Regions from separate parts of the Mus musculus genome. Here regions 2, 3, 4 and 5 are each linked to region 1. The links are chromatin contacts, called in public Hi-C and HiChIP or PLAC-seq maps. All regions are on one chromosome and are shown on one strand. The core of a region is the stretch at or near the end of the contact, and the rest is flanking DNA. Distances in the headings are between cores, read along the strand shown.

Region 1 (6,031 bases), core at 1,205-3,704:
TTTATTTTGAAAACCCCTGTTTTTATAACTGGAGGTGCAGCAGAGAAGCTGGGCTTTGTTGCCGCAGCTAGCAGAAGAAGGAGAGGGTCAGGCTGGACTTTTTATGGCTTTATCTGGTGATGTCGTTTGCAAACCACAAACAAAGCAAAACAAACAAACAAACAAACAAAAACCCAAAAAAAGCAAAAACAAAAAAACAAAACAACCCCCCAAAACCAAAATGAAACAAAACAAACCCTCCTTCCTGCCCCCTTGCTTCAACTAGAAGAAGCATTTGCTTCTTAAAACAGCTCACGAAGGAAAAAAAAATTATAATAAATATTTAGCATTTCTCTGGTGGCAGCAGCCTGACATTCCTCCCAGCCACACAGTGAGTTCTAATTTGATGAAATGTTTGCATCGGCCACCAATTTTCTGGAGGAATTTAAGAGGCTTGTATTTGTGCTTAGGCTTAACACGAAGAAAACTCATAAAATCTGCCCAGTGTCCTGGCCCGGTGGGATGTGCTCCCCAAGGACACAATGGCCATCAGTGGCCGTGACACGGGAGAAAGATCTCATTCAGTCATCTTTGGCTGACAGTGGGGTGTTCTCAGCTTCAGTCCCTGGGGCTTGGCTGGGCTGAGTACCATTCCCAAGTCATCATGGGCTATAAAAACTCCAGCCAGAGCACAATGCCTCGCACCTGGCTCTGCCCGGGAACATCAGGGCATCCCGTAAGTGGGCGAGATAGCACATGGTGCACCATCTTCGTTCACGGTGAGGCCCGTGTCTTTTTTTTCCCTCCTAGTCTTTCTTTCTCATCTGCCTCAGACCAGCACTGTCAAAGAGGGACACCTGTGGCTATTATGAAGATAATAATAGATTAATTAGTTAATCTATTATTAAGATTAATTGCCATGATATCAAGGGATAGATTCAGTTTCTTGGTTGCACAAGCCACAGTTTGAGTGGCCAGTAGTCCCTGTATGGCTGGAGTCATCTACCAGTCCAGGTAGTTCTGTTTGGCAGAGCCTAATGCTTGGTAATGAGGTAGGGACAGGCTGTGCCACCCCACACAGCTTCCGGTACTGCCTGTTAAGTATCTCTTCCACTGTTTTGATGTACCCACGCCCCAATCATGTCTAGATGGGGACCTGGGAAATAGCATATACTCGATGAGCTTTTAGATGGACAGGAAAATGCCTGTATCAGCATTGTTTGGTGTGTGCATCACACCTTCTGAAAAAAAACTCAATAGATACATCTAGGGTTACCCTTGTCTGGAATTACCTGATATTTTTGACTTTGTCCTGTGTGTCAGGCACTGTGTAAGCCTCTGGGATGGTGCTTATTTCAGATAGCGATTTTAAATCTGGAGGGACGAGCCAGTCGACAGGATGCAGCTGTGAGTGTCCACAGACTGTCTGTGACACCCCTGCCCCACCCCTACCCCTGCCACCAAGAGTCTGGTTAGCCGGATTGGGTTAACCTCTGGGACACTTAGTAGCGTTTGCATGTTGACTAGTATACTCAAGTGATTGAAGGGGAAGGGAGCAGACTACAGTTGGCTCTTCTTGACAGTGCAGTACTGTCCCAGGGACCCAGCACAAGGTTTATTCTGTCTGTGTTTTCTAACATGCAGGGTGAGCTGTGATGCTTGGTTCTTGTCTTGGGATAAGAGCTGCCCTCGCTTTCCACGTTATCTTAACACAATGTGACAATGAGAACAACTACATAAGCACGATTGCATGCCCGTGATGTTCCAAATACGTTAAATAGCCAATCTGATTTCATCCTCTTAGGTGCCTTAAGTGCTGCACAGCATCGTGGCTCCTGTTTGACAAATGGGTGAGCTGAGGCAGGGAAAAGGGAGGCCGTTGTTCACTTAGACTGCTTGTGAGTGGATCTGTATCCCAAAGCTCTGGGGTACTGCCACTCACGGCCTCTGTATTTACGCAGACTCTCTGGAATGCCAGATGCGTGCTTTCCTCCAGTCGCTTAGAGGCAAGTTCAGGTATATTTAGGAAGGGCTTGTTTAGAGAAATAACACATGTGGACATTATGATCTACAGTGGCTGCCTCTGGATAGCTGTCCATCCCCACAGGTCTGTCTCTGTACCTAAGGAACACAACTCATTCGGAGGACATTCCTATAGGCCTACTGTGTGCCAGCCCTGATTAGTTTACAAGGTATATAACTTTTATAAAGACTGAGCAGGTGTGACCCCAGGTCATTGTGCACAGCTCCCCCATGTCCCTAGAGTGGAAAATACCAGTTGTAGTGTGGGCGTCACCGAAGCTCAGGGGCCTGCACTCCTGAAGATGTGCCCATCTAGGTCTGGTCACACTGGTCTTGCTCCTAGAAGGATTAACCTCCCATATGCTACCGGCATGTTTCCCCCATAGGGATCTAGTTGTCCAAGCCATTCCACAGGGCCTAGGGGTTCAAACCCTTTGCCCTGTTGCATCATGGGCTGCCCCGTAACTCGGCAGCTGGCTTGTTTTCTTTCTAGGCCCCAGAAGTAGTGACCTTTGCCTGTCTGTTTATTTCAGGGAAATAATTCCATCCGGCGAGTATCGATTCCCTGGGGGCTACAGAAGCATGTCTGGAGGGACTTCTTTGAGTGGGGTGTCCTGAAACGGCCTCTCAAAGGAGGTGGCAGCTGCTTCCTTTCTCTCAGCCCCTTCTCACTTTGCCCTCTGAGATCTTCCTCTGAGGTTTTAGTGTTTGAAGCCTGGGGTAATGTTCTTAGACCTATGTCTGCGTAGATCTGTTTGTTAGCAACATTGATAAGAATAACCATAAGCATGCTTGGAACGTATACAGGGCTGTATGGATGTGGTAGTGTGTGTGTGTGTGTGTGTGTGTGTGTGTGTGTGTGTGTGTTTGATGCTTAGTTCATTGCCCTTTGCTTGTTCTTAGCAGCAGTGGGGTAGACATAAGTCTAAAACCAGCCTTTTAGCCTTATGAGGGGGAAGTGATGATCATACAACCATTTCCTGGCCTTAGAGGAGGCTGCGTTTCGTGGCATGAAGACTGCAGTGTCAGAGGCTGTTGACCTGGCTGGATGCTAACCAAGCAGAAGTGAATGCAGAGAAACCTTACAGCTCCTGCGCATTCATCTTTCCTCGAGCTGCAGGCAAGGAGATGTAGGAACTAGAAAACTGGATGTTTAATGTGGAAATAGTAAGGAGCTATAATTGAGAGTTCTGGATGCACGCATGTTCATGTGTGTTTTCCCTGGAGGATGGAACCCACTTGTAGATGAACTAAGTCTCTTCAAAACTGTAGGCATTCACTGAGGAAGCCTGGTCAGGGAAACGAGCCAGAGCCCTTTCCTTGGTGCCTTCAGCTCACTTCTGAATGGTCCTTGGTAGCCTTCTGGAATCTTTCTGTCTGTTATTCACAGTTTATCTGGCCCCTCCATCAACTTGTACTCCTTTTCTTGTATCAAAAGAAATTGTCTGCTCAAATCTTGAACGTTCATGGGACAGAGAAATTAAAGATTAAAAGGGAAGTTAGTTGACACGACTCAGGTTTTACGTGTAGGCTTTACTCTGTATGTGCACTCATATGTAGTACATGCATTGCCCGTGTATTTTGTATGTGCGTGTATGCACGCGCACATGAGTGTGTGTGTGTGTGTGTGTGTGTGTGTGTGTGTGCAGGCAAAAGTTGGTGTCAAATGCTTTCTTGTGTGCATATAAGCATGTGCACACAAGTGCAGGTACCCAAGAAGGCCAGAGGCATTCAGCCCCTGGAGCTGGAGTTACAGGTGTGTGTGAGCTGCCTGCCATGGGTACCTGGATCAGAATTCCAGTCCTCTGCAAAAGCAATATATGCTCTCAACCTCCAAGTTGTCCTTCCAACTCCCCCCCCCTCCTCTTCCTCCTCTTCTTCCTCCTCTTCCTCCTTACTTTTGGAGACAGTGTCTCTTGATGAACCCAGAACTCACAGACTAGGCTAGGCTGCCTGATCAGCAAGCCCCAGGATCCCCCTGTCTCCACCTCTACAGTCCTGGGCTTATAAATTCAAAACCACTGTGCCCAGCTTTTTACGTGGGTTCTAGGGCTCTGAGCCCAGGTCTTCTTCACGCTTGTGTGGAAAATGCTTTACTCACCGGACATCTCCCTATTCCTGTAGTCGCCATGTCTTGATTCTGTCAGAAATGCTGTTTCTGATCCCATTTTTCCAGCTTCTCTACATTGTTGGCTGTGACTAAACTTTTTGGAATGACATTAAATGAGAAATCTGTTGTCTGCAGGGTCCCAGTGCATGGATACTGGGGCATTTCTTTGGGGAGCTTTTCTGGGGGGGGATATATTCTATTCTTATTTAGTTGTTGGAGCTGTGTCGGTCCTGAGAGTGAATCTAGTGAAGTTTGGTGTTTTTGAACCACTGGATGAGCCAACTTATGGGGAGCAGGCTCCTGGGGTCATCAGCTGGTTAGCGTGTTGCTGACCAGGGTCCCATGACTCAAGATCACGTGTATTTCCTATTCTCTATCTGTTACTTGTGTCTTACACTGTGGGCTAAGGGATAAGTAGTTTGGTAATTAAGGAGTCATGGTTGTTTGGAAAATTGAAACCAGAAAAAATAGTCCTTCCCTACTTCCATCATCCTGGTTGCTCAAGTGACAGAATTTTGAACTGCTGTTGTTTAGAGGGAGTAGGAAGCAGACTTTATTCCCTTTAGCTTGCCCAGCCAGTCTCTGCTGGAACATAAGTCTTAGATTAATTCTGAAATGGACTCAGAAACACCCTTGAAAGCAACTCGCCTGATTATCAGCACATAGCTTACATTTTATGACCTGCTTAGAGCCCAGCTCTTGGGATGAACTGTCTTATTTACTTCTTCATCTTCTCTGCAGATGGGGTGTTCACATCAGAGACAGGCTGGCTTCAGATGTCTGCTCCAGGATGTTTTAGCCCAACTGTATGAGTCCATTAAACAAATGTAAGCGTTTGAGGGGAGAGAAGAGCTATGTCTCAAACCAAATGTTTTACATGGAGAACATCTGGGGAACATTGGTATTTGTGTGTTTGGTACATCAGAGCGCAGCTTGCTGGGCCTCTGCTGGGATGTCTCTGGCCCTTGGTGGCTGGGTTTGACAGTTGTGCAGTGAAGGCCTGGATCTTACGAAGCACTGTCACAAAGGCAGTGCTTGGGGTGGACAGTCTCTGTAGCTCCACACTCTGAAGTGTTCTGGTTAGCTCCCTGACCAGATCACCACAACTCAGGAATGGTTTGATAGCTTGACCCCTCCCACTGAGCCCTGGTCTCCAGAGAAAAGAGATGTTATATAATGCCAATATCTACTTTACCAGGTAGCTTTGAAGACTGGACAAAATGCCAAGGAACATATGTGACCCAGGGGAAGCAACACTGGCCCCAGAGTCCAAGGATCTGGGTTGAAACCATAGTGTTGACGGATGATCTGTGGAAGCACGAGGGAACCCTTCTTTAGATTGTTTGTCCTCCTGCAGAATAGCCTATCTCATGAAGGGCGTGTAAGGTGCAGTAGGATGATGTATACTTAGTGGGTTGTTTATACAACGTGGCCCCCTGTATAGGTTTATGGCCTTCGTCACAAGTACAAAGGCAATGGATGCAGGGTGCCCTGGGATCTGGGAAGTCTGACTCCAGTAACTGCTAGTTAGTTATTGGACCAGATTGGTGACAGAAGGGTTGAGTAAGAAAGGATTCATTCTTGCAAAAATGAAGGCCTAGGATAGCCATCCTGACTGATTCATCCCAACTCATCTATTGATAGAAAGTTCCAGACTCTTTCATAGCTTTTGAGGAGGCAGTGTCAAGACAATGATGGTCCAATCTTATAGTTTGCTCGCTATGCCAGAGGGATTGACTATGAACACTCACCCCTTCTCTCTTTGTTTGATTATATTTCAACTGGTGTGGGGTAACATCAAGATTGGCAAAAATTTGTAGGTGTGAAGAAAATTTGTTGGACAATTTAGAATCTCGCACCTTCATGCAAAACAAGTCAAAACGACCCTTTCTGATCTTCCTCCATGGAAATCCCACAGTA
Region 2 (6,031 bases), core at 1,462-3,961, 480 kb after region 1:
GTTGTTCTCAACACTGGGTGACCTGACTGTGATCTTATCTCAGGAGCTTGACTCCAGCCTCCGGGCCTTCTGAATAGATATTTCTGTGCATACCCTGAGCCACAAAGATGTGCGGGAGGGAGCCACCCTTCAGCGGATTCATCTATTCAGTGAGCCGGCCTGGCTTCAGAGAGGGTAACAGCGAATCCACTGAGCACCGGAACTCTCCCTCCACACATCTGATGTATGCATAGATGACTGCATAGAGGAGCACCGTGAAGGAGCATGGGACAGAGAAGGGAGGGGAAACAAATAGAGCCACCTCCAGTGTCATGTCCACAGCATTAACTCCCTACCTATGCAGATACCTAGTAGGAGACAGTTGGGGTGCATATTTCCTGAGCATGCAGCTAAGGTTAGGTACTCATCTGAGACCTTTACCATATATATTCCTTCTAGTAGCCCATTCTACAGGTGAGGAAACAGACACAGAGCAGTTAAGTCCTCTGCTCACAGCCACACTTAGACAGGCTTAGAAATCTGGGCTGCTGTCACCCTGTAAGGGATGTTGCAGAAAGCAGTCAGTATGTCACAGTTAACAGAGCAGAGAGGTGTGCACATACGCATAGAGACAAACAGACAGACACCCACACTCACACCAGGTCTCAGGTAGCTCCGTTTACTAGACAAAGGGAATAATAAATAAACATACAAGTCTAGAGGAAAGGCCCAGGGCACATGAAGATGATAGCTGGACACTCTTAGACGGCAGAACCAGCAAGAGTAGCCACAAGGTAGGACCACAAATGATCATCAGTGGACATGGAGACAAACGGTGCCTCCAAAACATTGGCATGTCATGCATGCCTAAGAATAAAGGAGATGTCCGCACACTTCCTCATGGATGAAACTGGGTGATACCTGAAATACGCCAGCTGTAGGGCTGGTTAGGTTGGCCAAGTGCTGCTACACAACCACGAGTTCCTGACCTAGATCTCTGCACCCACATAAATGTCAGACACAGTGTGCAGACATAATCCCAGAGATGGAGAAGCAGAGGCAGGCAGATCCCTGAAGCTTTCAACCAGCTTACCCTACTTGGCTAATCCCTGGCCAGTAAGAGACTCTGTCTCAAAAAACCAAGGTGACTGACTCCTAAGTAATAACACTCTGATCTATACATTATTCCAGGCCTTCCATTCAGGAGGTGGCCACAAGGCCTTGTTCCAGGGACCTCACTTAGCAGGAAACCTGTGGCTCTTGGCTATTTGAAGGTAAAAGGAGCAGATGATTTCCTAAGCCTGGCCTTGTTCTTTATAACAGCAGAGCATCCTTCCATGCCTGTGTATGCAATGCTACCTACATCTCTCTGCAGAGGACAAAGACGCAATGGGACAGGACCTGTGTCCTCTCTTTTCTGGTAAGTGCTCTGAATTCGTGATAGCACCTAGCACGTGGAAGTGGCATCTATAAACACAGCTACCCTTCATCCGTGGCTGAGCACTGGTAGCCAAATGCTTCTTGGGAGCTCTTTTCTCCTGACTCCTCATTCAGAACCTTGGAAGTGGGTTCTGGGTCTAGTCTCCCTCCTTTCACAGAAGCTGATGAGCCGCAAGAGGGCTCAGAGGGGAGAGGCACTTGCTACCGACGCATGCAGCCCATGTGCAGGAAGGCAAGTGCAGACTCCGACAGGTTGTCCTGTGACTTCCACATGTGAGCTGTGGCCTGTGACACTATTTCACAGGTAAGAGACTATAGTTGACATCCATTAATCAAAGGTACACACATACACAAACACACAGACATATACACACACATAGACATACACACATACAGACACACACACACACATTTTTGTTTGCTCATTCTTTCATTCACTTTGGATAAATCAAGTGATCTACTGGCCCCTAGTTTCCCCACGTGCCAGGATACAAGCTCTCCAAGTCAGAGTCACGACTTTCTTACTACTCCTCTCTGATTCCCTCTCCTTCACCTCCCTCCCTTTCACTGGGGTAAATAAACAAATGCCCTACGGACCAGTGAAGACCAGAGAGCTGAAAGCACTTGCCCAGGGTCTCACAGTGAGCCTGTAGCCTATCCTGAAGCTACAGTATCTGCTGCTCCTCTTCTGTCCCTCCAAGTCCACAGAATCTTACTCCATGAACCAGGAACTCAGTTTAGTGACATCCTGAGGTTGTAAAAGCAGAAAGACAGAGTAATCTTCAGAAACCAAGGCAGTGGTACAACAGTCAGGGCTCAGGGAAGACAAGCCCGTCTGGGTGCCTTGAATCCAGCAGGTTTGCCTTTTCAGTCTGCCCGCCTGCAATTATTCCACTGATCAAATGAAAGCTGGGATTGCCCCTGTCAGAGAAATGCAGCCTGAACTGGCACTTGCTGGCTGTAGTGTAACTAATGCCTCTACACACCCCATTATCTGGGAGGCAGGATGAAGCCTGGTGTCTGTGGTCCCATGGCCTGCTGTTTATCAGCACAGACAGGATCACTTCCAGGAGAACTGACTTCCATCTTTCCTCCGGAGCTTTCCTTGTCTCTGGATAAAGATAACAACTAAATCTACCCCCTGGTATTAGTGTGAAGCCGGGGTGAGTTATTAGGCGAAAAGCCTAGCCCGGTGACTGGTGTGTGCTGTTCATACATTGGGTATCAGACGTGCCTCGTTCGCACAGTCAGGAACATCAGCATGTGAGACAGAGAAGTCTACACCCTGATTAGAAATGAGGAAGGAAGAGGGCAGAGGCGAAGGCTTCCTTTACCCTTCAGTTCCTCATCTGGTTGGGTTCTCATTAAGGGGAAGAGATGGGCCAGAAGCCAAAGGGGACTTGGGGAGGGGACTTGCTACAGGACCTGGTGGCAAACAGTTTGACATTGGGGTACAATTATTATTCTTTCTAAACTCTGCAACTGTAAACTAGCTCCCTTCCTGGTGCAACCAGTAGATCTGCCCTAAACAACGGCAGTGTTGGCAAAGATGAGAAAACTGTCAATAGGTGAGGAGGTGCTGGCCAAATGAAAGAGGCGCTGAAGCAGAAGGTGGGATCAGAAGAGACACTTTGCAGCTTGGAAGTCCTCAGGCACAATGTGTGACATGGGATGGAGCCTTGTGCTCTGTCCTGGTGCCAGGGGGAAGTTAAAAGGTGATGGGCATTCATGTTGTATTGGTGGATACTGAGATACTGAATATCAAAGGACACAAGTGACCATGCTATGAATGCCCAGGAAACCATCTTCAAAGAGCAATACAAGTATTCTGGATGAATCTTAAGACATAAAAGTCAGGAGCCCCAAGTGGTATCCCAGGCTTGTTCTGAGTGTGTGAGGCACAGATTTCCATCCACATGGGGGAATGTCAAGGGACTATAATGTCCCCTTTCTATAGCCAGGGCGGACACGTGGAACATTCAAAAGCAGGAGAAACCCTGGAATTCAGCAAGGGCATTTTGACAACCCCGAAATTTATGACTGGCTGGAGTGAGATAGCACCCCTCATTTTTAAACAGTTTGGTCAGAGGAGAAAAATGTAAAATGGGTCCCTAGCTAATGAGGCCCTGGTCTTCCTTTTATGGCGCTTTAGTATGTAATTAGAGTTGGCTTCATGTAAACTACCAGCACGCTCAGACTTTTAACAGCCTTATGGATGTCAGGAGGGAAAATAAATAGTCCCCCGTTTGTACTTCGAACTGTGGGTGGGTTACTGAGATAAACAGCTTGGGCGCAGCAGGTGTGACTTCTTTAGATTTGAATGTGATGGACTCCCCAATGGCAGCTGGCGCTGATAGCGCAAAACTGTTGATGGAAGAAAAGCACAGTGAAGAATCTGACCGTTAACTAAGAGCCAGAGCAGGGTGGGGCTGGGCTGTGGACTGAGAAGCACACGGACTTTTCAGTGCTTGGGAGTGTAGAAGAAAAGAATGTGTACCCAGATGGAGAAGAGGCTATGGGCAGAGTAGGTACAGAGCCTCCGATGGCATGGTGGCTTTAGAAAGGCCTCAGAACCGCTCACAAGTTCAGAATGGAGTTCCTGATCTCCCAAGCCTGGACCTGGCGCCAAGTCCCGTAGCCCTGGGACTAAAACCCATCCGGAAATATGAGTGGGAGTGGCCAGAGCAGTCAAGTAGTCAGTGTTTTCTCCTTCTTGTATCCTCATTATTAACTGAAGGACACCATGTCCTTGTGGAGTCGGGGTCCCTGAATCACTGGAAGACCACCCACAGACCAAACACATTGACAATTGTGAGAATAAGATGTAAAGAGAAAGAAATCACAAAGGTGTGGGAGCTTGGAATTGTGGGAGCTTGGAATTGTGGGAGCTTTCTTGTTACCGAGTCTTGCACTATCTTACTCGATATACGTAGATGCTAGAGCTTAACTTTGATATTCCCTCACCGACCGTCTCCCTATCTGTGGCAGAAGCCCCAGTTACTGATTCGCTCGGTGACACCCACCATGCTGTGTTGTCACCACTTCTTCATCCAACTCCTCTACTGGACGAATGTTTGTTTCTGGAGTCAAGAACCTCCTGGCCGGGTTCTATCTATGCACTGAAAATTTCTACAGCTTTTGGGTCTGTTTCCTTCTTTTTCAATTTGAGAGAACCAAGGAGTTTATTTACATGATTTTTGTCCAAATCTGGAATTCAGGGATGCATAAATACAATTGACACAGGTACCTATTTTAGTTTTCCTTGAAGCCTTTACATTGGGAAATGACTACGTCCACTTAACATGGTTCTGGTAGACTTAAAACCACCATGATCCAATTCATTAAGCCCCTTGTAGTCCCCCCTACCACCTCTCACCAGCACAGAACTGGGACAATAGTCCAGAATGAGCTACAAGGCTCCACCCTTCAACATAGTGGTTGGTAAGGGACAGAAAAAAGACCCAATTCAAGCCTTTTTCTAAAAAAAAATATTAAAAATAAATAAATAATATATAAAATACATATTTTAAGTGTGCACTGAAAAATAGAAACTGTTTTCGTCTGCTCTTGTCTATAGGCCATGCTGGAATGATGTGTATAAGGGACCCCTAGTGGCAATTTGTCCATTACTACTAGAAAGAGAATGCCTGTAAAATATCTCTAAGTCTAATGCCCAAAGGAAGTCAAAGTCAGACAGATGAAGAAGGAGGAAGAGGAAGAGGTCTAATAGCATTTCACAAGATAGAGCTGTGCCTAAAGCCAACCACCAATGGGCTTCCATGTGTTAGGAGTTTACAAACTGATTGGAACTTAAACCAAATCTTAGATTCTGTCATCAAAATCCAAAAGGCCTAGACTCATGAGAAAGACTAGACTCTGAGGGTTCCTAATAAGGTATAGCCAATGTGCACACTATTGTGTGTGTGTAGTGTGCACACAACTACTGACTCAGTGTCAACACTGATAAAGTAGATAAAGTGTGTGATTGGGGCTGGGGAGATCGATGGCTCGGTTGGTGCTAGGCAGGGTATTGTGCACTCGAAACCTCAATGCTGATAAGATAGGCACAGAAGACTCTCAGGGCTTGTTGTCCAGCAGCCTAGTCTAATAGGAGAGATCCAGGGCCAAGAGAGAGGCGTTGCCTCAAAAAGCCAAGTAGATGGAAGCTGAGAAATGTCACTCAACACCGAACTCTGGCCCTCATGGGTACTGATTTGTATATTCCCATACACTTATCCATACCACACATATGCCTATCTTAAAATCTGGCATGAAATCCAAGTTGTGTACTTATAACATTGCTTATAAAAATGAATGCATTTCCAAACATTCACTCCACTGTGCACTGTAAAAGCCAGCCTGGAGAGTAGTTAGTAGAATTTCAAAGGACTGGAGAGCTATTGGGTGATGTGTGCACTTGTCTATCTGTTATTTCGACAAAGTACAAAAGGAAAGCAGTTTTATCAAAGCTTGACTGGTTTTCTATAGAAAAGCTGAATTGAGGCTGGCCTGTGTCACCCGACTATCTCTCTTTGCCTACATGTAGGCTTTGAACTGGCTCATGTGTTGGAATACCTGGTCCTGAGCTAGGGCCACTGTTCAGGGACGTTGT
Region 3 (6,031 bases), core at 1,441-3,940, 360 kb after region 1:
AAGGTACAGAAGCCAACTTGTAAAGGCAAAGCCTGGATAGGTTTCCAAGCCTTCCCAGACTGAACATATATACTATGTTTTAAAGTTGTAAATGTTCTCTGAACATGACATCAAGGATATAGGTTTCTAAGCCTGCTTTTATCGTAAGGATAAAAAAAAAACGGCAATAGAAATTTTGTGTTTAGCTAGAAAAAGTCTTGAACATACAGCTTTTCTCCCTACACTCACTTTTCTCCTTCACTCAGCCTGAAAATAGATCCCTACCCTATAGTCTGTCTCTGCCATTGTTCCTGCCTCCTGGTGTCACATGTGCGTGTTTTTGAAAACCACAGCTCAAGAAATGGGTTTTTGTCCACTTGGTGGGCTGGAGGGCAGACAGAAGCTGCTATACTTGAGATTAGCTGCGATTTCTCTAAGGGAAGAGAATAAATAGAATGAGTACTTAGCACAGAGCAGACCTCTTATATTAGCTCACATGATTTGTGCTGGGTAGTCCAATAAGGACCAACTACATGAAGGAGTGGCTGAGAACCTAGCAATGGCTCAGGCCAAATCTGTAGACACTGGAGAAGGTGGCTTCCCAAAGAGAAATTAGGATGCTCTCTTCTGATCCCGAGGTCTCCATAAAGCATTTGTCTACATCTAGAACAAAAGATAAGGAAGCCCAAGGTCCCAAGGGGACCTCATCTCAGGGGCCTGTGCGTCTTTCCTCTGCTTCCTCAGCATCGGTATTAGTTATATGTCTCATCGCTATAACAAAAATACTTGACTAGTTGGGCACGGTGGCGCACGCCTTTAATCCCAGCACTCGGGAGGCAGAGGCAGGCAGATTTCTGAGTTTGACAAGAGTCTTAATGTAGGAAAGAAGGGTTTGTTCTGGGTTACAGTTCCTGGGACACAGTCCATCCTGTCAGGGAGACACAGCAACAAGAACAGGAGGTGGCTGCTTGGTCACATTGTGTCCAGTCAAAAAGCAAAGACTGCTTGCATTCAGCTTCTTTCTCCCACGGTATGGTACCACCCACATTTAGGGTAGTCCCCTTACTTGCATTAACCTAATCTAGAAAACCTCTAGTATACCTAGGCCCAGAGATTTGTTTCCATGGCGACTCTAAATTCTATCAAGTTGATGCCAAGATTAACTACCCAGAATCCTTAATTTGTATGGGGTCATCCATATTCAGAGGCTTTTCCTAACTTCCAAAAGCCCAGCTATTCACAATCCAACATGCACGGTGCTAAGGAAGCCAAAGGATGTCGGGGTAAATTTTTCCAGACAGCTCTCTGGATCTAGATTCCAGCTAGAAGGCGCCTGAAAAGTAATATTATCTAAGCAGAAAAAAATCATCGTTAGGAGGTTTCCCTAGGCTGTTTAATTTCTCTGCTGACAACAACTGTTCAAATCTTATACCAAATCCCTTCTCTCCAGCCAAATGTATCCTTTGGCCCAAATCTGTATGTAGTTTCTCTGATGCAGAATAGCTTCCACAGCCAAGCCAATGAGTCAGTTTTTAAAGTCTTTTAAAATCCAAAGAGATGTGCTTCCAGAAGCCTCCAACAACACTCCAAGGATGTGCGCATGAGTCTAAATACTCAGGTAAGCATACTAGAGGGGATATACATAGAGATACAATCTATGTATTTGTCCTGTCCCCTTTTTAGCTCAGACATACGAGGGAGAAGGAGGGTCCTATAGCGATGGTTCTCCAGTCCCTCCCCAAGGGCATCAACAAAGTTCTCATTCACTTAGGAAAGATAACAAACTTGCATAAACACCATGCTGCGAAGGTAATATGTGGACAGAGAGACAAGCTTCAGGCTCAGTCTTGTTGCTGGTGGTTGCCATCATCATCATCATCATCATTTTGCTTGTGTATGTGTGATATATACATGTGTTCATGGGTGTGTGGACACATGCGTATGGATGTGCATAAGTGCATATGTGTGGAGTTCAGAAATTAATATCACTGTCTCCCTCTATCTTTCCTCACTACTTACTGAAGCAAGGTCTCCTATCTACCAATTCTGCTAGACTATCTAGCAGTTTGTCCCTGAGATTTCTCTGTCCTGACCTCCCCCCAGTATTGGGATATAGGTAGGCTTCCATGCTCACCCAACGTTTATGTAAGAGCTGGGGATTTTAACGCTATTCATTGCATGTGTGTCCCAAAGTGCTTTGCCCACTGCAATGTCAGTTTTATAAATCACTAGCTGAGGGATTTGAGCCACCAGTCATCCAGCCTCCCAGACTCCCGTCCTCTTCTGCTTGTGGCGGTAAGCAGACCTCATTGCACACCTACAGCACAGAGCTAGCTGTAAGCAAACTCAGCTGAGGACAGCTGATGTGACAATGTGTATTGTCTCAGTGACATGTGTGCCCCATTGGGACTGGGGGACCCTGCCATGCTAGAGAGAGTCAGAATAAATCTGAAAACATCCAGCCAGCCTGGCTGGCTGTCACTCTGCTTCTCCCTGCAGTGTCTTGTGCTTGTGCCAGGGAGGTCACATTGAAACCATGAGTCCGACGAACAGAGGCCATGCATAGAGATAACGCCACCAGCCCCAGCCATGAGGCAAGGCTTAGAGGAAGACAAAAGAGTCCCAGTTGTTCATTTCTCGTCAGCTTTGCTCTGAAGGCTCCGTCCCCATCTGTCCCTGCCATGAAGACACTTGTTCACACCCAGCCTGCTTCCTGCCTGGATCCCTGCCACCTAGTGCTGTCTGACTTCCTGCCCCCTTCCTGTCTGCTGACTCTCCAACAGTGCCAAAGAGGCAGGGACAGCTCCTTTCAACTCCGTGCCTAACAGGCTAAATTCTGTAGCCCCAGCCTTTTTGTGGAGGGAGTGGGGGGTCTCCTCCAGAATTGTCTTCCAATTGAAACTTACTTCCCCAGACCTTACAACTTGTTTTCTTTCTTCCTAACATTTCCTGCTGAAAGCCAATGCCCAAAGCCACTGCTTCACCTCCCTGATTTTTTTCCCCTTGTCGTTTAACATAAATCAGTGTGCTCTGGTTCTCAAAACTAAAAGCCACATATAATTAAAACCCCAGCACAGAAAAAAATGATTTTGAGGTTTGGCACCAAGTCCTGGGGGATTAAAACAGAAGGATGCACTCGCCCTGCACACCCCTGCAGGGGATTGCTGCCATTCAGAAATGCACCTCAGGACTGAATGGTCTGATCTCTGCTCAAAAGCCATGCAGAAGTCTTGCCTCACCCTACAACACACACACACACACACGCACACGCACACGCACACGCGCACACGCACACACACACACACACAAATACACATACACACATAAACACACACACACACACACACACACACACACACAGAGCTTTCCCTTTTCTGAACCTGGACCCAAATTCCTTTCTTTCTGACCATCTGGTCTCCTCATTTTAACTTGGCCAAGCACAGCTAGGCAGGTCCCCCTCCCACTGTGAGGGTACAAAGGAAGAAAAGAGGACCCAAAATGGGCCTGACCTAGCCCCAGACTTCAATTCTATGCTACTTAATGTGCAATAAACCATCAAAGTGATGGATTCAGGGATATGTGCCCCCAAGCCACACTTGTTCAAAACTAAAGGCAGAGAAGAAAGAATTGAGAATAAATAGTCCTGAAGCTTTGGGGGAAAGTGACTGAAAATTGTTTCCCACTGTTCCCCGCAGTCATGGCTGGCAGCACTTGCTCTAGTCTTCCTCTAACAGACGGGCACTGATTAGAAGCTCAGCAAACCCAGTCACCTCTTCCCCTGGATGAAGCCCTTTTAGCCTTGATATCTGGTGCCTTCTCTCCCCTGTGTTGGAATAGAGACAGAGTTAGAACTTACTCAGCCTGTCATTGACCTCTAGGAGCATGCACAAGGTCTTTGACAATGTTTGAATGTCCCACAGCTTTAAACAGGAGACAGCAGATGAAGTCCCAAAAGTCATCGAATGCCTGATAGTAAAAGGCAAATGTTAACCAAGAGTATCCCCAGCAGAGTAGGGTATGACAGCAGCCAACAAAAGGGCATCTAGGTAAGGGGTGCAGGGTCCCAAGGGAGGTGACCACGGTTTCTGTAGGATTGTCCCTGCTAAAGTAGTAGTTCACCCGTTAGCTATAATGGGCTGAGGGCTGAGTTTAAGACACCTGGAGGCATAGCCTGAGGAAGGCAAGAGACTCAGAATAATCCAGAAAAGAAGGTGAGAAATTGCTGGTTGGACTGTAAGCTGGGTCATCTACTCTGGAAGTCAGTCTGGTGGTTCCTCAGAAAATTGGACACAGTGTTACCTGAGAACCCAGCTATACCACTCCTAGAATATACCCAAAAGATGATCCAACATATAACAAGGACACATGCTCCACTATGTTCATAGCAGCCTTGTTTAAAATAGCCAGAAGCTGGAAAGAACCCAGATGTCCCTCAGTAGAGGAATGGATACAGAAAATGTGGTACATTTACACAATGGAGTACTATTCAGATATTAAAAACAATGACTTCATGAAATTCTTAGGCAAATGTATGGAACTAGACTCCTGAGTGAGGTAACCCAGTCACAAGAGAACATACATGGCATGCACTCACTGGTACGTGGATATTAGCCCAAAAGCACAGAAACCAAAATACAATTCACAGACCACATGAAGCTTAAGAAGGAAGGCTAAAGTGTGGGTGATTCAGTCTTCCTTAGAAGGGGAAACAACATACTCAAGGGAAGAAATACGCAGACAAAGTGTGAAGCAGAAACTGAAGGAAGGGCTATCCAGAGACTGACCCACTTGGGGATCCATCCCATAGATAGTCACCAAACCCAGACAGATTGTGGATGCTAAGAAATTCATGCTGACAGGAGCCTGATATGGCTGTCTCCTGAGAGGCTCTGCCAGAGCCTGACAGGTACAGAGGCAGATGCTCACAGCCAACCATGTGACTGAGCATGAGTCCCCAATGGAGGAGTTGGAGAAAGGACTGAAGAAGCTGAAGGGGTTTGCAACCTAATAGGAAGAACAGCAATATCAACCAACTACATCCCCCGGAGCTTCCAGGAACTTAAACACCAACCAAAGAATACACATGGAGGGACCCATGGCTCCAGCCGTATATGTAGCAGAGGATGGCCTTGTTGGGTATCAATGGGAAAAGAGGGCCTTAGTTCTGTGAAGACTCAATGCTCCAGTGTAGGGGGATGCCAGGGTAGGGAGGTGGGAGTGGGTGGTTGGGTGGGGATACACCCTCATAGACTCCGAAGGAGGAGGGGGAATGGGATAGGGGATTTCTGGGGGGAAAACAGGGAAAGGGGATAACATTTGAAATGTAAGTAAAGACAATATCCAATAAAGTTTTTTTTTTTTTTTTTTTTTTTTTAAAGAAATGAGGTTAGAGGGTGTCTTAGTCAGGGTTTCTATTCCTGCACAAACATCATGACCAAGAAACAAGTTGGGGAGGAAAGGATTTATTCGGCTTACACTTCCATACTGCTGTTCATCACCAAAGGAAGTCAGGACTGGAACTCAAGCAGGTCAGAAAGCAGGAGCTGATGCAGAGGCCATGGAGGGATGTTCTTTACTGGCTTGCTTCCCCTGGCTTGCTCAGCCTGCTCTCTTGTAGAACTAAGATTACCAGCCCAGAGAAGATCCCACCCACAAGGGGCCTTTCCCCCTTGATCACTAATTGAGAAAATGCCTTACAGCTGGATCTCATGGAGGCATTTCCTCAACTGAAGCTCCTTTCTCTGTGATAACTCCAGCTTTGTCAAGTTGATACAAAATTAGCCAGTACAGAGGGGGAGAAGAAACCAGACCCTCGGTGTCTTGGAGGATGCTCCAATGGCCTTGGCTTTTATTCTGCATGGGAGAAATAACACAGTTTTAAGCAACGTAGATTAGAATTGCCTTATATTTTGAAGGGTTGATCTGGCAGAGAGAGTGTGCTATTCCCTCACATCCATTTCTTTCCTCTTCCTTATAATAGAAACCCCACACTTTCGGCTGGACACATGGCATAAGTCATGAAACTAAGTTTAGCCAACGGTATGTGCTCCAA
Region 4 (6,031 bases), core at 1,844-4,343, 300 kb after region 1:
TGTGTGTGCTCTGATGGACAGTTTTGAATGTGCATGCTCTGATGGGCAGTTATGAATGTGTGTGCTCTGATGGGCAGTTATTGAATGTGCATGCTCTGATGGGCAGTTATGAATGTGTGTGCTCTGATGGGCAGCTATGAATGTATGTGCTCTGATGAACAGTTATTGAATGTGCATGCTTTGATGGGCAGTTATGAATGTGTGTGTTCTGATGGGTAGTTATGAATGTGTGTGCTCTGATGGGCAGTTATGAATGTGTGTGCTCTGATAGGCAGTTATTGAATGTGTGTGCTCTGATGGGCAGTTATTGAATGTGCATGCTCTGATGGGTAGTTATGAATGTGTGTGCTCTGATGGGTAGTTATGAATGTGTGTGTTCTAATGGGTAGTTATGAATGTGTGTGTTCTGATGGGCAGTTATGAATGTGTGTGCTCTGATGGGCACCCTATGGCAATTCTAGCTTTAGCTTTTACCTGTCCTTGGTTATATGATAACCCAGGGTATCAGATATTCATTCTCCTTTTGTTTTACAACTGGGAAGCAGGAGTTCTGGTAGGTTAGGTACCTGAGCCCACACCACACTCATGGAGCTAGGACAGAAGTAAGATTTTACCCCATGTCCAGCTCCAAAGCTCATGTTCTCCCACCACACCACCTGCCTCTTTAAAGACTCTTTAACTGATTCTTCCCTTTCTCATTTCTCCTCCCCTTTCCTACTTCTCTCTGCTTCTTACATCTCTGGAGCATGTGACAGCAGGGAAGAAGATGACATGAACCCTAATGGGGATGGCACAACAGAGCTGCAGTTCTTCTCCCTCCACAGAGGGCTCAGGGCACAGAGCCTGCAGCAGACAAAGGGGAGGCAGTGACCATGTGTTTGATCCATGGGATGTCCTTATGTTCTGCAGACATCTCAGCTTCCTAAGAGTCTGGACCCTTCTGATGGACCCTTGTCTTCCAGCTCTGGAGTGTCAGCACATGGTTCTGTGGCTACAGTCTTGGTGCTCTAGAGCATCTGCAGTCCTAAGGCTTCATTTTGAATGGACCTTTTTGTTACCTTCTAAAAACACTCTTCTCAGTCTACTAGACTAACCAAGAACAGAAGAGGTCATACCCAGAAAAGAACAAAAGCAAGGCTTCCCTTTCTTGATAACAGTGTATATAATCTTTACATTCCATTCAGGCCTTCTGCAAAGACCTCTGAGCACACTTTATGTGTGTTTGTGACTAAAATATGATGTACCTTAAAAGCCATTCCAGCCTCTTGTGATGTGGTCATAAAAATTATTTCTGCACTAAATACCTTATTCCCATCCTGTCAAGTGTGAGCCTGCTGTTGGATGAATCACCGAACGAACAAAATGCTCTGCAAGATGTTTTTCCCTTCTGATTGCAAGGCTGAATCTTATTCGATTAAAGGATAAAAGCAAATTGATCAAATATGTGGCCACTTGGAGTGCATTTTTATGGCTGCTGAGAAAATTCTGAAGAGCAGCAATCAGAGTCAGTTTTCCTCCCTGTGGCTGCTCTCTACAGAAGAAGGAGGTTAGACGAGGAAGGCCCACTGCATGCTTTTGTGAACTCCATGAAAGCTTCCCCCTCAGGATGTTAGAAAATCCTCGGGGTTGCTGGATTAGAAGGAGGCTTTCCTGATGCTGGTTGAGTTCTTCAGATCACAGAAGGTTCAGGAAGTCAAAATTAGAAAATGGCCAATCACTCATGATAAATATGTTTGCAGCTGGGCCTCCCCTTCCCCAGACCTCTGTCTTCTTAACCTGTCAAGGTATCAGGAAAATGAGAAGAGACCAAGAGACAGGGGCTTGACATAGGGGCACCAAGGAACTGTAGGCTTTCATTTCAACTGTGTTTATAATCCCATCCCAGCCTACTTCTAGGTACTTCAGTGATTGGGAATGTGATCAGTGCCTTCCTGCCTCGAAACTCTACACTAATCTTTTTTATGGTTTGAAAGTATCACCAAGGACAGCAGCAAAATAGTAGAACTGGTTACATGTTTTTCATATATGCCCTAAAATACTGAGGCTCGACATCCCATACCTTGGTTTAACTGTCACAACAGCCTGCAAAGAGAGGCTGCTGCAGAGCTGGCACAAGACTTGTGAGATATTATTGCAAGTTTCCTAAGGGCAAAGCGTCCTAGAGCTTGGATTTGAAGCCAGGTATTGTTAGTGTAAGCCTTGGGTATGTGGCCTCTGAGGCTGAGTATGAGCCCTGCAGGGTGTTCAGTGATAAAAGCACAGACTATTAAATCTCATTGTACACACACACACATGCACACACACACACACACACACACACACACACACACACACACACTCCCAATGGTTCACCTGCACTCCACTCTGGCTTTGACTCTTACTTACTGTATGACTTTGGCCATATTTCTCACCTTATCAGTTCCAACTGGCCCTCTTAGTAATTTTGAAACCTCAAGGATGCTGGCAGCTTGAGAATTCTACGTGTGGGGTCCAGAGGCAATCAAAGTATACTCGCAGGAGGGGCAGAGGATCTACAGGGGGAATATGGGAGGTGCTTTGTGTGGTCAGTGTTTTAATCCATGGAACCTAGAATTTCCCTGTGTACTCTTCCACCCGAGATACTTGACATGGGGGCTCTGCCCATGAAGGGTCTTTCTGGAGTGTTTGTTGACTTATTTTATGAATGAGACAAGGTGGTGTACTGGACTTAGCTATGTTCAAATTAAGGAAAATACCACAAAGTATCCTGGATCTATCTAGAGATAGAAGTGACAAACAACCAGAGGACAGATGGATGTTCCATTGCAAATATCTTCCAAAGGGGGGGGGGGGGGACCGACCAATGGATATGGTGGAATCATGGGGAAGAAAAGCCGGGTTCATGACTGAGGCCAAACCACTCACAGATATAGCAAGGTTTACACAATAAGCCTGAAATTCACCAGCAAGTACGGGCTGCTCAAACAACCATGGCATGCCACCAGAACTGCTCATTCCATTAGGTGGTTCGGTATTGTCAGGGCCAACTCAAAGAAAGCATCTCATTGCTGGTCAGGCTGAGATGAAGCCCACAGTGGTTGAAACCTCAGCCAGTTCCTTTGCAGAAGGATGCAGCCGGCCCCGGGCCAGGAGGTATTATTAGACTGGAGTTTTGTCAGTCCTTAAATTTAACCAGCTGTAGTTCTTTTTAAAGTACCATCCTATTCGATCTTTTGAATTAAAGAATTCACCATGTAGTGGGATTTGATTATAGACGGAACACAATGTCCTTGGCGTGATTCCTCCTTTCTTATAGTGCAATGTCCACTGCAGCCCTGGACATCTGCAGTCTGTGTCAGCCCAAGGCCCATGGGTGGATGTGCTTGCTCAGCAAAGATCTCCCTAACTGACTTCTCATGAGGTGACACCGCAAAGTTCTGCATAACTCAGAGCTGTCCAAAGGGAAGAAAGAGCTACAAGTGGGAATGAGAGGAATTAGAACCAGTGGGGAGGAGCTAGGGTGTAAGAGCAATGACTGGGCTTAAAGTGCACACATACCTCCTGCTCCTATGTATAATTAACACTTGCTAACACAAGCTTCAGGAAAGAATTCATGTCCCACAAACAGCCATCCTTGGCTTTGGTTTCATGCATTTTTTTTCTTCTGTTGATGAATTCACAAAAGAAAATTGATGAAATCTAAAGTAGACGTTAAAATGACAAAACACGAACTGACAGCGCATAACCCACCACACCCCTTTACATATGTTAAATAAATTCTAGAAAGGTGTCTAAGATCAAGGTGTTGACTGTGAGTTCTCTACAGGGCAGAGAGAGCAATATTCTAAATGCACTGTGCCCTGATTTTTTCCTGTTTTTATTAACATACTTTACAAGGGGACACGGATTAAATGCTGTTATTGGTGAAAACTAGTTCTCAACTGAAAACTCCTATCAATTTATAGATGAAATGGAGTGAATTATTTACTCTTCAAAAAGTGTGAAAGGGGCAAGGAAGGTTGATGTCAGGATAGAGGTTAAGGCTGTGTATTCAATAACCAAAGGGAGGAATGGAGAACCTGCCCAGGAATGAATGCTTTGAACTGTCTGTGAGCTGATCCAGAGTTGCATGGTGTCATAAGCTTGGGGGCCTTTCCCAGGCATCACTCTTCTGATATGCAAATGGACTGTGACATAGCCTCAGGTACTGATTGCCTTCAAAGTAAATAAGCATTTACCATTCATTGTGTCTACCAAGTACTCAACTCCACAATATCAGCTGGGACAAGTTCTATGTGATGAAAGGGTAGATGAATGAATGAGTGAATGAATAAATTAAATTAATAAAAGACATAGACTTCCCTGATAAGATTTATAACTTAGCAACATAGACTCTCGTATATAAAACAACTGAAAGATAGAATTATCAAACAATTTAAAGAAAGATGCCAAGTCTCTAGCATGATAACAAAATGCCTGAGTCATTTATAGTAAATGAAAGGGTTTCATTTGGCTAACACTTTGAGAGGCTTCAGTCCATGGTCTACTAGCTCCATGTTTTAAGCCTATAATGAGACTGCATATAATCATGGGAGCATGTATTAAAGCAAATCCATTCGTCTCATCTGCAGAAAGCAAAGGGATTGAAGAGGAAGAAGCCACAATCCCATAATATATTTTAAAGGCATAGCTCCAATGACCTAAAGATCTCCTATTAAGTTCCTCCCAGTTGAAGTTCTACCATCTCTCAACAGGGATTCTCTGAGGACCAAGTTTCTAACTCATGGTTCTCAGAAAACTACTTAATATTCATATTAAAGCAGATGAAGTAAAATGAATAGTTATCAAACACCCACTGTATGCACTTTGTGCTTAATATTTTCTCTACAGAATTCCATTTAGTGCCCTTAGTAACATCTGGAATAGGTATCATTTTCTCTACTGTTAACTGAACTGAGTTCAGATAAATTAACTTGGTACAACTGAATGTCAGAGCTGGTAGCCCTCTAGACTCCATGTCATATTGGGCCTGCTCTGACCAACACTTCCTCCATCTTTCACATTAGTGTAAAACTCACAGTGGAGACATGGAATATCCACCAATCTCCAGAGAGATGGCGCATCTTGACCCTTGAAGCTCATCTATATTTTCCCAATAAAACATGAAGGTGTGTTCCACAACCCAGGAATCTTCTCATTCCTCATCCTAACCACCAACACTTATTTCTTCTGGGACACCAACCCAAACCTATTCCATGACCCTTCAGCCTCTGGTCCTGCATTGGTCCATGGTATCATGTACATATCCTAATTTTTCCAGCATCCTCTTAGGCTGCCTCCCACACTGAAGTTCAGCTTCTCCCTCTAGTTGTTTCCCCTGGAGGAGCAGACAAGGTGAACAGTGTTAACTAATGGGCAGAGTTAAGCTGGTTAAGCATATAACAGTGAACAGGAAGTACATGTTAGCACACATTATATGGAAGGAAATAATCGGGTCAATTCGAATGCAAGAATTTGAATTCAGATTTTTACTTTATCATTTTTCTAGTTGCTCCTTACTCCATACCCATTTTTAACTTAGTCATTTGATCTTGGGCAAAATAATAAATCCATCAGTGCCTCAGTTTCTTTTTCTGGAAAAGAATCTAATGCTCTGTCTCTAGGGCAGGAGAAGCACCTTGCATAATACTAGTCAATGAGTGGTAGAGTCAGCAAACTTTATTAATCTTTTTAGGAAGCACAGACAATATCTGCAAAGACCCTTGTGAGTAACTCTCTATGCTCCCCTGACAGAGCAAGCAACAGCTACAGATTAGAATTCAGGACTGAAAACATCAGCCAATCTGCCTAATGGAGCATAAGGAAATAGTCAACAGCAGGTGTGGACATGAGGGGTTTATATAGCAGGGTATAAAATAGTCAACAGCAGGTGTGGACATGAGGGGTTTATATGGCAGGGTATACAACAGACACTGAAGAATTTTGGATAGAAGAATTTAAAAGGAAAACTGTTTTGTCCATTTGATCATTCAACATATACAGCCAATTGGTG
Region 5 (6,031 bases), core at 2,555-5,054, 260 kb after region 1:
TTCAGCAACAGTAGCTGCCATTCACTGAGTGCCAATCATAGGCTGGTGGTAGAGCTGGCCCTGCAGTGGGATCCTAGCTAATATTTATTGAGCTTCCCTCTACTCCTGGCTCTCCTATTCTTAGCACTCTGCTTCTGTTCACTCCTTCAGCTGTGCAGCAACCAAAGGCACATGTGTTCTTGCCATCCCTATCCTCCAGATGTGGACACCAAGGCCCAGAAGTTTTCCTGGCTATCACAGGTGAGTCAGCAGAAGAGCTGGCTATCACGCTGAGCCTACAGTCTCAGAAACACTGTGCCAATCACACTATTTGTTCATATTCTTTTTCAGTCTCACACCCTGGTTAGGCAGATATCACTGCTACCATGGTGCTAATGAAGTCTATAGTGTTGACCTTAGTAAAACTACATAGAATGCTGTAGAATGGGCATTTAAGTCTGGAGTGTGGTATCACCTAGATTTTATGATACACCATCAAGCTGGCTGTCAGGCAGACAAGTTCCTATCGGTTGTTCTACTGGTTTGGATGGAGAATGTTTGCCATAGGTTTATGTATTTGAGTTCTTGGTCTCCAGCTGGAGGCACTGTTTGGGGAGGCTTAGGAGGTGTGGTCCTCCTAGAGAAAGTTTGCCATTAGAGGTGGACTTAAGTGTCAAAGTTTTTTGGCATTTTGACACCAGTATGCTAGTGTCTCTTCTGTATGCTTGTAGTTGAAATACTAGTTCCCATCTTCTCATGCCATCTGTTTGTGGCCATTCCTCCTTGGAGATTGGTGAAGGGTTAGTTCCCATACTGGGGCCTCCAGCAGGACAGCCAGAAGATGAGCCCTGGGGGTCAAACACCACAGATAAGGACATGCTGTGATTAGTCCTTGCTTCCCTTCAAAGACAAGGGCAGGGCCCGGGCACTGAAGCACACATCAGAGCTGACAATCTGGGGAGGGGAGATGGTGCCAAGCTGGTACTGTACTGAGAGTTCTGACAGCCCCTTGGAGACCCCTGGTGGACAAGTAAGTTTTGTTTCACCAACTATGTGCCAGAGAGTTCCTGTGCTCGGGTCGTTACCACAAGCTTGGCCTTCACTGGACTCACACTTTGTAGTTATCATAGATGGTCAAGGAGAAAATTGCAATAGGACCTTTAAGTGCCATTTCCCCTGGACAACTGCATCCCGCACCTACATGATGTTTGCTAGTGCTTTCAGAGCAGGCCATTGGAAGGGCTGATGTGTTCCAGTGACTGCTTCAGCATAGGCTCTGGCAACTGTGTGTGTGTGGGGTCTGTGTTTCTCCAGCCCCGCAGGTGATACAATCAATCAGGGGCCTGGCAGGTCTACCAAAGCATGCTGCTCACATTTATCATCCATTCCTGAATGTGCACTTGCAATTAGGAGATAGCACGTTAGATGCGGCTCAGCCTGGGGATTCTTCCGTGTGGTGAATACGGAAAGTCTACCAGCCTGCTAGATAGAGCAGGTTGAACAACCGTCATTGCAGAATGCTGAGATAATTAATGGGGGTAACAAAATTTGTTATTGTTAGATACAAAACAATTCCAGGACCTTTCAAACAGTTAATAAATAAAGAGATACTGTAGATAATCTTAGCTAATGCAGCTATTTTAAAGGCAACAATTGAGCTAGATCCCTTTAACAGCAAATTAATTATCTCTTCGGTCATAGCATGTTTATGAAGTTAGAATTGTTGTGCCTGACAGGAAACAGAGGTTAGTGCAGATGGGAACGCTTGCAGAACCATTTGATATATTAGCACTTATAAAATTACTTAATGACCTTAAATTATATTTGTTGCCTAGAGATTTTCCCATTTAAGCCCTGTAACTTTAGAGACGTTTTCTTTGGATTGCCTTGCTTTCGGGAGGGTGATCCATGAAAATAAAAGCGCCCCTTCAAAGGGGGAAATAAAGGTCTCTAAAATCATGAGTGAGAACATCTGTAGTTGATCCAGCCAATCAAGACACACAAGGTGAGAAGCAAAGAGAGGAAGGGGGGGGGAAGAGGAAGAAGAAAAAGGAGGAGGGGAGAGTAGGAGGGAGGAGGGAGAAGAGGGAGGAAGAAAAAAGAAAGAGGAAAGGAGAAAAGGGGGAGGGAAGGCAGGATGGAGGGAGAGAGGAAGAGAGGAGAAAAGAGCAGGAGGGAGGAGGAGGGGAGGGCAGGAGGGAAGAAGAGAGGGGGAGGAGTAGAGGAGGGAGGAGTAGGGGAGGCAGGAGGAAAAAGGACAGGAGAAAGGAGGGGAGGAGGGAAGAGGGGAAGAGGGGGGAGGAGGAGGAAGAAGTAGAAAAAGAAGGAGGTGGGGAGGTAGGAGGGAAAAGGAGTGTGTGTCAGAGAACAGTATGGGATTCACCCTTCCATTTTCTTCTGGTGGATCAAACAGACTTTACCAAAACCCATTTAGCTTTGAGCCAACAGAAGCCTCACTTAGCCAAGTCCTGCCAACGGGAGTACAGTTATCTCACACAGGGACAGCCAGAACTCGCCTTTCCTTTTCCTCCCCTTCCTTGTCCGACCCTCCCTCCCCATGTTCTCAGGTCCCGGTAAGTCCGATAGTCTAGTCGCCAGAGTGAGCCGTGCTGGCTGGAGAGGATGGCACTGAGAAACTGCGGGGTCCACACCCTCGCCGCATGGATGTGATGTGGCAGTTCGCTAGGCAGTTAGCACAGTAAGGTTGTGACAGAGGCCAGTTGTTGGACGAATCTGCACCTTGGATGCTCAGCTTGTTTGTTTGTAACGCTTCAGGAGCCGCTTCCTCCGTCCTCCCTAAGCAGGGGCCACGGAGCCTGGTCCCTTGCCCACTCATGGGCCACTCTTGCCTGGTCTTCTCTGTTATCCCCAATGGACTCCACTGGAGCTTTGCTGGTGTCACTCAGACCCCAGGGAAGTTCATGTCACTTCCTGCTGAGTGCCTGAAGAGAGGAGCTGGTGAGCAAACTCTCTCCCTTCCCTCTGACCATGGCAAGTCCTGAGATGCAGTCTATCCCTCAGAGAATGATCCCCCCCACCCCGTGTCCAACAGCCACATTTAGCCATGGCCAGCTCAGCAGTGCATTTTCTGCTAAGTGTGCTCCCTCTTTGGTAAGCTGTTTTCTAAATGCCCACTGTTCCTAGATGCTTACTCCTTGATGGACAGAACTCCGCTGTCTCCTTGAACCTCCTGATAGAGAGAACGGCCCTGTTTCACTGCATCCCATGATGGACAGACATTCACTGTCTCCTTTTACTTAGGGGCTGGACTTGGGGACTCACTTGTAGAGAAGGGAGTTCTGCAGGGATAGTGTGTCACCTCCAAAGACTGTGTGATAAAAAAAAAAGACTTTTTCCTTCTTGGGGTTTTCTTTGTGGCCTAAATTGTGTCCCCTCAAAATCCACACCCCAGCTACCTCAAGAAATGTATCTGGAAATAAGGTATTTACAGGGGGTAAAGTCAAGCCATCAAGGTGGTTTCCAAGCCTTTGTGCCTGGTATCCTTATGAGAAGAGGAAACCTGGACATTTATGCCCGACACAGTAAGGAGGCAGACATGTTGCCAGCAAGTCCAGAGCCTCACTCATCTCTGTGTTGTCAAAGGACAGTTTCTGAGGGCTGCCGTCTTGGTCTCTAGCTTCCAGAACTGAGAAAGTAAAGTGTTGGCCAGTCTGGGCCGTTTTGCTATGCTACCCTCTTTCCTTCATCCCCTTTTCCTTCCTCCTTCTAAAAGGCCAGCTGCATGTCCCATGGGCAGCCCTTTGAGGAACTGAGGTCTCCAGATAGCAGTCACGTGAAAGAGCATGGAGACCTTGGCAGGGACCGGATGTGAAAACCTAAAGTGGAGTCATCTCTGAGCTGCCTCTAGGTCCTGACCCTCAGAGCTGCATGAAAAGACTGAACCCTGGAAAACTCATTTGAATTTCTGACCATCAGAGCAGGTTAGATTAATTTGTGTCTTTAAAACCTGTAAGTGGGGATGGCTCAGTGGATAAAGTCCTTATTGTACAAGCATAAAGCATGATTATGAATCCCTGGTATCTTCAGGGTGAAAAATTAGGCCAGGAACTGGATAGACAGCACAGGGGCTGAGAATATTTTCTACTCTTCCAGGAGATGAGCTTCCCAGCACCTACATCAGGCTGCTCACAGACACTTGTAGCTTTAGCTTCAAGAGATATGAGAGCCCTTCCCACACACATACTGTACATTCACACACACACACACACACACACACACACACACACACACAAATAATCTGAAAAAAAAGTCAGATATGACCATTTTTGCTTGTAATCCCAGCATTGAGCAAGAATAGGGAAGAAGGTAGCTCTAGATTCACTGGCCAGTCAATCTAGCAAAGTGATAAACTCCAGGTTTACTGAGCAACCCTATCTCAAAGCATAACACACACACACACACACACACACACACACACACAAATAATCTGAAAAAAAAGTCAGATATGACCATTTTTGCTTGTAATCCCAGCATTGAGCAAGAATAGGGAAGAAGGTAGCTCTAGATTCACTGGCCAGTCAATCTAGCAAAGTGATAAACTCCAGGTTTACTGAGCAACCCTATCTCAAAGCATAACACACACACACACACACACACACACACACACACACACACACACACACCCCTAAATAAAAATAAGTAAAGTCCATAAATTTGTAGCCATTTGTTAAAACATCAGCAACAAACTGGATGTCTCATCCCTGTGTCCTCTGGGGAGTGGACTCCCCTTACAGAGGAACTCAATCAAAAGAAGGCTATGCTGGTCTACAGGAGGCCCGGACAGATGCTTAGGAGTGGCTGTAGGGCCTGAATTCACATGAGACTTGACTTCCTTTTTCCTTCTCAGACTGGGCCATAGCCCCAGAGCTCTGTGACCAGCACAGCTAGTAAGCAGACTCGTTTTTTCTCTTGGCCCAGCAAATGGTTTTCAGTGTCTCTGTTCTAGGTAGCTGTGCAAAGACAATAGAAGCCCCATTAGGGTAGACAGATTCCTTGGTTGCAAACACAGATCTCCTTGGGGCAGCACCAGCCACCTCTCAGGAATGCAGGCCCTCTGGTCCATGCCTCAGCCTAGCACATTGAACCTCAATTTCTTTTAATTAAACTGAAGAATTTGTTGTAATTTAACTAATCGCCCTGGGTGTGCTAGCAATTAACTGTGAACCAAATATAATGGGCCAGTAAGTGTCCTGTGGTCTGAAGAGTGCTAGATCCCTACAAATGGCTTCATACTTGCCAGCTCTCCTCTAATTGGGTTCCTGGTACTGTCCCCAGTATGTCACCCCTAAAGTCAAAGACATGTCACTCTCTGAGGTTAGGTTATATCCTTTGAGCATCTGTTCTTCTTTTCCCGGAGTTTCCAGGAGAATCATTTCAAGCATGGGTTCTTGCCACTGTTATTCCTGATGGATGGGATGTGGGGAGAAAGCCGCCACCTCATTAAGGGCACAGGTTAACTGGAATGGATTTCCCATCACCCCGAGGGAGCTGGTAGACCCTGTGTGCAAACATTAGCTTGACAGGGGAGAAATTTCCCCTTCTTCTGTGGAGGGCAGCAGACAGAGTAAATATTAACAGACGGGAAACTTTACTTTCTGAAGAGGCCCTGGGTTGCTAATGGAGCAGAAGAACGCTTTGAGCCCTTCCTCCTTATCAACCAAGGGAAAGCCATTCTCCTTGAACACCATGTTTGATGTTGGGCCTTGTAGGACAAGGGACTTCTACCTGGACCAGACAGCAAAGTTCTTGCAGTCTTGACTCTACTCCTCCATGGTATTCTGCTCCAGGAGGCCCAAGGTGAGCCAGTCCATCTGTTTACAATGCTCTGCTATAAGAGGCCCTGGCAGCTACACATCTGTTGACAAAGCAACTTTGATGTTGACCGGCAGCAGGAACCTCTCTTAAGAAAAAAGAACCCTGAGCTTGCTATTACCCCTAGCTACTTTCTTTTTTTTTTTTTTCCATTTTTTATTAGGTATTTCGCTCATTTACATTTGCAATGCTATACCAAAAGTCCCCCATAGCCACCCAC

Evidence for each region. A called contact is a pair of places that touch in the nucleus more often than the background predicts. HiChIP or PLAC-seq counts read pairs in DNA pulled down with a chosen protein or histone mark.
Region 2: a contact with region 1 is called in an H3K27ac HiChIP or PLAC-seq map of microglia, with 6 times the contacts expected there. The contact joins two enhancer-like sites. A contact is called at or near these places in 15 of 39 promoter capture datasets (the 3T3-L1 cell line, 3T3-L1-derived adipocytes, the C10 cell line and 10 more), 1 of 15 datasets of contacts at CTCF or cohesin (pro-B cells), 8 of 484 Hi-C or Micro-C datasets (bone marrow-derived macrophages, cortical neurons, extraembryonic endoderm stem cells and 2 more), 12 of 115 datasets of contacts at active chromatin or transcription factors (double positive thymocytes, embryonic forebrain, embryonic hindbrain and 8 more) and 2 of 9 other capture datasets (embryonic stem cells and macrophages).
Region 3: a contact with region 1 is called in a Hi-C map of bone marrow-derived macrophages, with 22 read pairs. The contact joins two enhancer-like sites. A contact is called at or near these places in 8 of 39 promoter capture datasets (the 3T3-L1 cell line, the C10 cell line, cranial neural crest and 3 more), 3 of 15 datasets of contacts at CTCF or cohesin (embryonic stem cells, large pre-B cells and pro-B cells), 18 of 484 Hi-C or Micro-C datasets (the C2C12 cell line, the C3H10T1/2 cell line, the N1E-115 cell line and 13 more), 15 of 115 datasets of contacts at active chromatin or transcription factors (astrocytes, cardiomyocytes, craniofacial prominence and 11 more) and 2 of 9 other capture datasets (embryonic stem cells and macrophages).
Region 4: an H3K27ac HiChIP or PLAC-seq map of microglia shows a contact between it and region 1, with 11 times the contacts expected there. The contact joins two enhancer-like sites. A contact is called at or near these places in 11 of 39 promoter capture datasets (the 3T3-L1 cell line, the C10 cell line, the HPC-7 cell line and 6 more), 2 of 15 datasets of contacts at CTCF or cohesin (large pre-B cells and pro-B cells), 5 of 484 Hi-C or Micro-C datasets (the CH12 cell line, bone marrow-derived macrophages, immediate neuronal precursor and 2 more), 7 of 115 datasets of contacts at active chromatin or transcription factors (embryonic hindbrain, embryonic limb bud, embryonic stem cells and 3 more) and 1 of 9 other capture datasets (macrophages).
Region 5: an H3K27ac HiChIP or PLAC-seq map of microglia shows a contact between it and region 1, with 3 times the contacts expected there. The contact joins two enhancer-like sites. A contact is called at or near these places in 18 of 39 promoter capture datasets (the 3T3-L1 cell line, the C10 cell line, the HPC-7 cell line and 10 more), 4 of 15 datasets of contacts at CTCF or cohesin (embryonic stem cells, large pre-B cells, pro-B cells and 1 more), 62 of 484 Hi-C or Micro-C datasets (the 63-12 cell line, the AML12 cell line, B cells and 37 more), 17 of 115 datasets of contacts at active chromatin or transcription factors (astrocytes, differentiating embryonic stem cells, embryonic forebrain and 10 more) and 1 of 9 other capture datasets (embryonic stem cells).

The regions. Positions count from the first base shown.
Region 1 is chr10:84,421,049-84,427,079 of GRCm38.p6, reverse strand. The region is part of intron 1 of Nuak1 (NUAK family, SNF1-like kinase, 1); the gene reads left to right. Among named protein-coding and RNA genes, the nearest start is that of Nuak1, 17 kb to the left of the region's middle. Within about 2 kb of position 2,454, at least 32 of the 459 cell types and tissues checked have an H3K27ac peak or open chromatin away from gene starts, as enhancers often do. A contact at or near this core is called in the 63-12 cell line, B cells, the HPC-7 cell line and 4 more, where this site is marked.
Region 2 is chr10:83,943,406-83,949,436 of GRCm38.p6, reverse strand. All of the region lies in intron 2 of Gm34043 (a long non-coding RNA gene), which reads left to right. Among named protein-coding and RNA genes, the nearest start is that of Gm33980, 13 kb to the right of the region's middle. Within about 2 kb of position 2,711, at least 68 of the 459 cell types and tissues checked have an H3K27ac peak or open chromatin away from gene starts, as enhancers often do. A contact at or near this core is called in the HPC-7 cell line, microglia and pro-B cells, where this site is marked.
Region 3 is chr10:84,057,495-84,063,525 of GRCm38.p6, reverse strand. All of the region lies in intron 2 of Gm34184 (predicted gene, 34184), which reads left to right. Among named protein-coding and RNA genes, the nearest start is that of Gm34113, 24 kb to the left of the region's middle. Within about 2 kb of position 2,690, at least 103 of the 459 cell types and tissues checked have an H3K27ac peak or open chromatin away from gene starts, as enhancers often do. A contact at or near this core is called in liver and pro-B cells, where this site is marked.
Region 4 is chr10:84,117,428-84,123,458 of GRCm38.p6, reverse strand. No RefSeq gene overlaps it. Among named protein-coding and RNA genes, the nearest start is that of Gm40727, 10 kb to the right of the region's middle. Within about 2 kb of position 3,093, at least 2 of the 459 cell types and tissues checked have an H3K27ac peak or open chromatin away from gene starts, as enhancers often do. A contact at or near this core is called in microglia, where this site is marked.
Region 5 is chr10:84,161,669-84,167,699 of GRCm38.p6, reverse strand. No RefSeq gene overlaps it. Among named protein-coding and RNA genes, the nearest start is that of Gm40727, 54 kb to the right of the region's middle. Within about 2 kb of position 3,804, at least 15 of the 459 cell types and tissues checked have an H3K27ac peak or open chromatin away from gene starts, as enhancers often do. A contact at or near this core is called in the 63-12 cell line, B cells, microglia and 2 more, where this site is marked.